2 separate regions of the Callithrix jacchus genome follow, and region 2 is linked to region 1. The links are chromatin contacts, called in public Hi-C maps. All regions are on one chromosome and are shown on one strand. Each heading gives the region's core, a stretch centred on a gene start, on an enhancer-like site or on the middle of the called end of the contact. The rest is flanking DNA. Distances are from core to core; before and after follow the strand shown.

Evidence for each region. A called contact is a pair of places that touch in the nucleus more often than the background predicts.
Region 2: a contact with region 1 is called in a Hi-C map of skeletal muscle, with 7 times the contacts expected there. The contact joins two enhancer-like sites. A contact is called at or near these places in 2 of 3 Hi-C or Micro-C datasets (both in skeletal muscle).

What each region holds. Positions count from the first base shown.
Region 1 is chr1:207,484,686-207,487,886 of calJac240_pri, reverse strand. No RefSeq gene overlaps it. Among named protein-coding and RNA genes, the nearest start is that of EIF3D, 5.2 kb to the right of the region's middle. Within about 2 kb of position 1,751, at least 1 of the 16 cell types and tissues checked has an H3K27ac peak or open chromatin away from gene starts, as enhancers often do. A contact at or near this core is called in skeletal muscle, where this site is marked.
Region 2 is chr1:207,691,432-207,694,271 of calJac240_pri, reverse strand. The region is part of intron 7 of IFT27 (intraflagellar transport 27); the gene reads left to right. Among named protein-coding and RNA genes, the nearest start is that of IFT27, 19 kb to the left of the region's middle. Within about 2 kb of position 1,526, at least 2 of the 16 cell types and tissues checked have an H3K27ac peak or open chromatin away from gene starts, as enhancers often do. A contact at or near this core is called in skeletal muscle, where this site is marked.

The sequences.
Region 1 (3,201 bases), core at 502-3,001:
GGACCCCCTTCAAGCTCACTGTTAAACAGATGGTACCAAAATCTATTGGGAGAAGGTGGCTATTTGTCAACGAGCATAAAACCCTCACACATCCAGAGTCCTCTTGCTTGCGCTGATGAGAAGTCTGAGATTCCCCCCTGTGCATTTTCTCAGCCTTTGGCCCTCAGAATGCTGAGATCAAAATCCTTACAGATGAGGAAACTGAGGTCCAAGGCAAGGAAGTGACTTATCTGAGGTCATACCACAAGTAAGAGGCAGAGACACATCTCAAGTCCAAGATTCCAGAGCACAAATCCTCCTCTAATTCCCAAGGAATCCAGAGACAAGGGGAGGTCGAGGGACCCAGAACTGTTTTGGTTGACAGCGCTGGTTCTAGAGAAAGCAGTACAGAAATGTTTCTGGTTGGTAATCCTAGTTCTAGCCCCACTTCCACCATCAGCGGGCTGTGTGAGCCCAGACGAGCCACTGGGCCTCGGCTTTATGGCAGAGATTCCTCGTGAGCTCTGACTTTGCGTCCTTTATTCATGTCCTTGAGCCATAAAGATGAGGGTGTTCAGCAGCATCTGCAGGTTTTATAGAGAAGCAGCTGCGACTTCGCTTCCCTTGGGAAGCTTTTCCTGACTGCTCAAGGCTGAGTTATTATTGCTCATTGTGCTCTCACAGCACCCACAGTGTTGCATTGCAATTTATCAGCAAAATCCCAGAGGCCCAGCCGGCAAATGCGCATGACTATGAAGAAGGCTGAATATTGGGCAATAGGGAGTAGTGGGGACTGAGGCAAAGTAGAGAGCCCCTGGCCAAGGGGGCAGCTCCTATTCAGCTCTAGCTTCTTCTCATCATGCAGGAAGGCCAGCCTGGTGTTGCCAGATCTTAAGAGAAGCCAGTGAGTGGGCGCAGTGGCTTATGCCTGTAACCCCAGCACTTTGGGAGGCCGCAGCAGGTGGATCACCTGAGGTCAGGAGTTCAAGACCAGCCTGGCCAACATGGTGAAACTCTGTCTCTACTAAAAATACAAAAATTAGCTGGGCATGGTTGTGGGCACCTATAATCCCAACTACTCGGGAGGCTGAGGCAGGAGAATTACTTGAACCAGGAGGCAGAGGTTGCAGTGAGCTGAGATCACGCCATTGCATTCTAGTCTGGACCACAGAGCAAGACTCTGTTTCAAAAAAAAAAAAAAAAAGGGCTGGACTTTTAGGTGAAATCTGCTTTTTAAACAGACTCAAAATATATTTCATTAAGGACTTTATAGATATTGCAGTCCCTGGATTAGCCATATCTAATTTCCCTATTAGACTCTGGGTTACTTGGCCCAGCACAGCAGCTCATGCCTGTAATCCCAACACTTTGGGAGGGTGGGGCAGGTGGATCACTTGAGGTCAGGAGTTCAAGACCAGCCTGGACAACATGGTGAAACCCCATTTCTACTAAAAAATATGAAAATTAGCCGAGTATGGTGATGGGCACCTGTAATCCCAGCTACTCAGGAGGCTGAGGCAAGAGAATCGCTTGAACCCAGAAACGGAGGTTGCAGTGAGCTGAGATCACACCACCACACTCCAGCCTGAGCGACAGAGCGAGACTCCGTCTTGAAAAAATGAAGAGAGATGAGAACAACACCGTGCTGCCGAAAGCGGAGACCTGAGGTTCAGAGAGGGGCACCTACTCGCCCACGACTATACGGCCAGATCAAGCCACAATCCATGTTTATCTTTGGCCCTAAGACACCAAGTCCCAGCTTCCAACAGAAGAAAACATATGGAGCAGGGAGAAGGAGCCAAGGAGAGGCCTGGTTATTGCTCATCCCATTGAAACAGTCAAACACTCTCTAAACTAGCTAAATGGTTCCGAAGGAAATGGAATCTATTTTGTCTCCTGTCGCCAGGGCTGCAAATCCTGATATATCTCAGGCCACGGCAGCGAAGCGGATGGCTCAGCACTTGGAGACATGCCCACACGAGGCAGGAAGTAGGGTGGATGATTCAACAGGTGCCTCTCTATTCTGAGAACTGGTCCTGTGACGGGTGAGTGTACATGCAGCTGAAATAAAAGATAATTTTGAATGCGGACCGTCGGAACGTACAGCAAGCCTCCCTGTCTTCCGGGGAACTTGCAGCCTTCTTTGGGGCTTTCATCTTTCCAGGTTTTCTATTTCTGAAATTTTGCTGAGACAACAAGATTCTTGGGAGGCTGGGGTGGGCTGGTGACTCAACAGCTTCCCTTTCTATTGGCACATCCTCCAACAGGATGATAAAATGGCTGCCGTTCTACCTGGGACACCACGTTCCTTGCCCTCGATCTGTCTCAACTGCAAAATGGGGGTAGTGATCTCTGCTTAACTGAGACAGAAAAGTTTGGTACACAGATAGCACAGGTCCACAACTTCTCATCTGAAATCCTCAAGTCTCAATGTGCTTTCTATTTTTATTTATTTATTTATTTACTTTGGAACACGGTTTCACTCTGTCACCAAGGCTGGAGTACAGTGGCACAATTTTGGCTCACTGCAACCTCCGCCTCCCGGGTTCAAGCAATTCTCATACCTCAGGCTCCCGAGTAGCTGGAATTATAGAGGCATGCCACCATGCCCAGCTAATTTTTGTATTATTAGAGATGGGGTTTCACCATGTTGACCAGGCTGGTCTCGAACTCCTGACGTCAGGTGATCCACCCACCTCATGCTCCTAAAGTGCTGGGATTACAGGCATGAAGCCACCATATCCAGCTTCAGTGTGCTTTATAACTTGGAATTCTTCGGATTCCCGAAAGGTTTTAGAGTGGATCTACCGCATATCAGGTGACAAGCCAGTGAGCTCTGGAGCAATATTCCATAAACCTTTCATTTTTCTGCAGCAAAATGTATAAATATTCACACTAAGTGGGACAAAATAAAGACTATAAATAACCTCACATCCAATTCGTATCAGATTTGCCATCAAATGCTTGCCCCAATCTCATGAAAAAGCTTTAGATTTTCAGAGCTTTGGCGGTTTGGGAATTGTGCATGGAGAGAGCGCCAGCTTTGGTTTCAGGCACACCTGGGTTTCTGTTCCAACTGCGCTCTGACCAGCTGGTTCACCTGGGGCAAGACATTCCTCCTCTCTGAGCCTCAGTGTTCTCATCTATAAAATGGGGTGATAGTTCCTATGGTGCTTCTTAGAAGACAGGCAAGGAAATGCAGGTTGCCACGCTGGAAGAGAA
Region 2 (2,840 bases), core at 277-2,776, 210 kb before region 1:
AAAGTAGTACATTCCTTTTTCTGCCAACTTTTTCTCAAAAAAAAAAAAAAAAAAAAATTTTTTTGACTGCATCCAGGCACCCACAGAGCAAGAGTGGCTGTTGAGAGGGCGCCGTTTCCTTCCCCTCCAGCCTGTCCCCTCATACCCTGGAGGCACCCATTTTTTTTCCACCCTGAAGATAAAATCCAGCCCAGGTTCCTCAACTTCTCTTTTCTCTCTCAGATAACAGAAATTCTCTGGGGCTCCTTTAGTCACAAAAATATTCATTATTTCAGTTATTAAGGTGCCCTGCCCTGGATGACTGTCAGAATTCTGAACTTGATTTAAAGCCGCACCTCCTCTCACAGGCTGCGAGCAGCGTGGTGTGTTTCTCGGGGTCTGTCGTGGCCCACTCCATACCTGCCGGGTGGGTTCGGCTCATGTCTCGTGGGCACCTCTGAGATGCCCCTTCCCCCATCAGTGGCACTGTGTCCCTGCAGGCTGCTTCTCACAGGTGGTTTCCCTCCACCCCTCCTGCAGCCTCAGTTCCTGGCTGTTTGTTCTTATTGGAACCCATCACCTTCCCGGAGGTCGTCCCAGCTGAGCCCCTTAAGAAAGCTCCAGCTGGCCCTACTTGGACCTGCTGGTCCCGGGAAGTACCGCTGTGGCCGTTTAGTGTGATGGGGGAGGCAATGAGGCCATCCCACTGGCAGCCATCTCTTGGCTCAGCCAGCCACAGCCTCACCTGGATTGCGCCCAAGCCCGGGTCCAGCACCAGCCTAGGAAGAGGGCGCCCCCTGCTGTCTAGCTCTTCGGGACGAGGGGCTCCTGCTCATCTGGTGGTTTGCTTTGGCCTTTGGAGCCTCAGTGAAAACTAAGCGAGAAAGGTCTCATTTTGACATCTCATCACACGTACAGTGATTGCAACTAAAAGCGCAGGCTCTGTGGACACAGATGTGGGTTCAGGCCCCAGCTCCGCCATTCACAAGGGGTGTGGTTTCCTGCAAGGCACCTTCATCTCTGAGCCTCCTGAATCCATGGGTTTCCTTGTAAAATTGGCATCGTGAGTGTGAAGATGAAATGAGCGGAAAGTGGGTAGCCCCTGAATGAGGGAAGCACTGAGTGAGTGCTGGCCCACTGACCCTTCCGTAAGTAACACTGCCAACTTTCCACACTGTCTTTCCAGAAGGAGTTGGAAGACTTTAAAGCCCCTTTCCACTGCTTGGCCGAGCAGTTCCACCAGCTGTACCGGGAGAAGTTGAAGGTTTTCCAGGCACTGGTGTAAAGGCTAGAGCGGATCGTGCCGTGCAACCAGAGAAGATAGAATTACTTCTGCACTTTTAATATATAATGACGCCTTTAAATAAAATTAGAGAAAACGTAGAAGCAGCAGCTCCTTCCTCCCTTGGCCAGGGTGGCCCTAGCTTGTGCACTTTGGCCGCAGCGTTGTTGCAAGTTCCAGAGCAGCCGGGAGCCCCACTCAGAACCCTGGGCCTCCCTTCTGTGAGGCTGGTGCTTCGGGCCATCACCTTGCCCGAGGGCGTGGTCCTTCCTGCCCACTCTGCGCAGCAGGTCACACTAGCTCCCTAAAGGGCCTCTGCTGCAAAAGCAGAGCCCGCAGGGGGTTTTGAAAGGGCCTGGCCCAGCATTTGTGTATGGTTTCCCACAGCTGTCCTGAGACTGAGACAGGGCTGCCGGCGCCCTCCTCGTTCTGAATCTGTTTTGCCGCCAGCTCCTGGCTAGCCAGATGCCAGACCTCCCTGGAGGTGGCTCCTGTCACCGGGAGAACAGTGCCCTCTGCCGGCCTCCCTTGGTGCCTGTCTCTTAATGGAGGCCTGGCCTGTCCAGCTGCCGGGAAGCCTGAGCGCAGGGGCCTGGGGCTCCTGCTTTGCTGGGGGAGCTGGGCAGCCGGCGGCGTCATTTGCACTGAGCTCGACTCTTTTCCATCCTGTTTCTGCTGCCAAATTAATCTTCTAAAACACCACTTTCATCGCCTCACTCCCCTGATTGAAGACCCACAAGGTGCCTCATCGCCTTTTACATCAGGCTGCCAGCCAAGGTCTGGTGTCCCAGGCCTTCCCTGTCACCCTCCCCGGGGGGTCTCGGCTTCCTTCAGCCTCTGTGCCCCAGAGGACTCCATCACTCCCCCTCCAGAGGAGGGAGGGACGTTGTGTAGAGAGCACTGGCCTCGGGGTGAACCAACCTGGGCCTGTCCCAGTGATAATGGCGATAATGGAAATTGCCCTGGTTCCTGTTTACAACCTGCCATGTCTCTACATGAACTAAGCACATGTTACATATATTCGCTAATTTAGTTACAGTGCAATCTTACCATCCCCCTTTTACAAGTGAGGAACTGGAGTCAGAGAACTAAGACATGTAGCCAAGGGATGGCCGAGCCAGGATCATGGACACCAGAGCTTAGCCCCCAGCCACCGGCCTCTTCTGCCTCCTCCTGAGCTTGGCCATGAGCGGGTGGGGGTTAGGCTGCCTCTCAGGTCACTGTGAGAAGTGAAGTAAGGGGTGTGTAGGGCACCCGGGCACATGGTGTCAGCCAGGATCAGGCTGTCCCGCATCCCTTCTCTTCTTATTCAACATGAAGCCACTGTAGTGACCACGTCACACCTTCAACAAGTAGTTACCGAGGCTTGCCCTGTGCCGGGCGTTTTCCTAGGCACTAGCAACGCCAGGCTGCTGGTTTCGTGTCGCATCTTCCAGAAGGGAAGGCTCACCATAACCAAAGGGCTGCAGCGGGGACATTTCCGGCTGTCCAGAGTTGGTTAGAGATCAGGGAAGCTTAGGACAGGGCCCCTTCACCTCCTAAAGAGATCAGGGAAGCTTAGGACAGGGCCCCTTCCCCC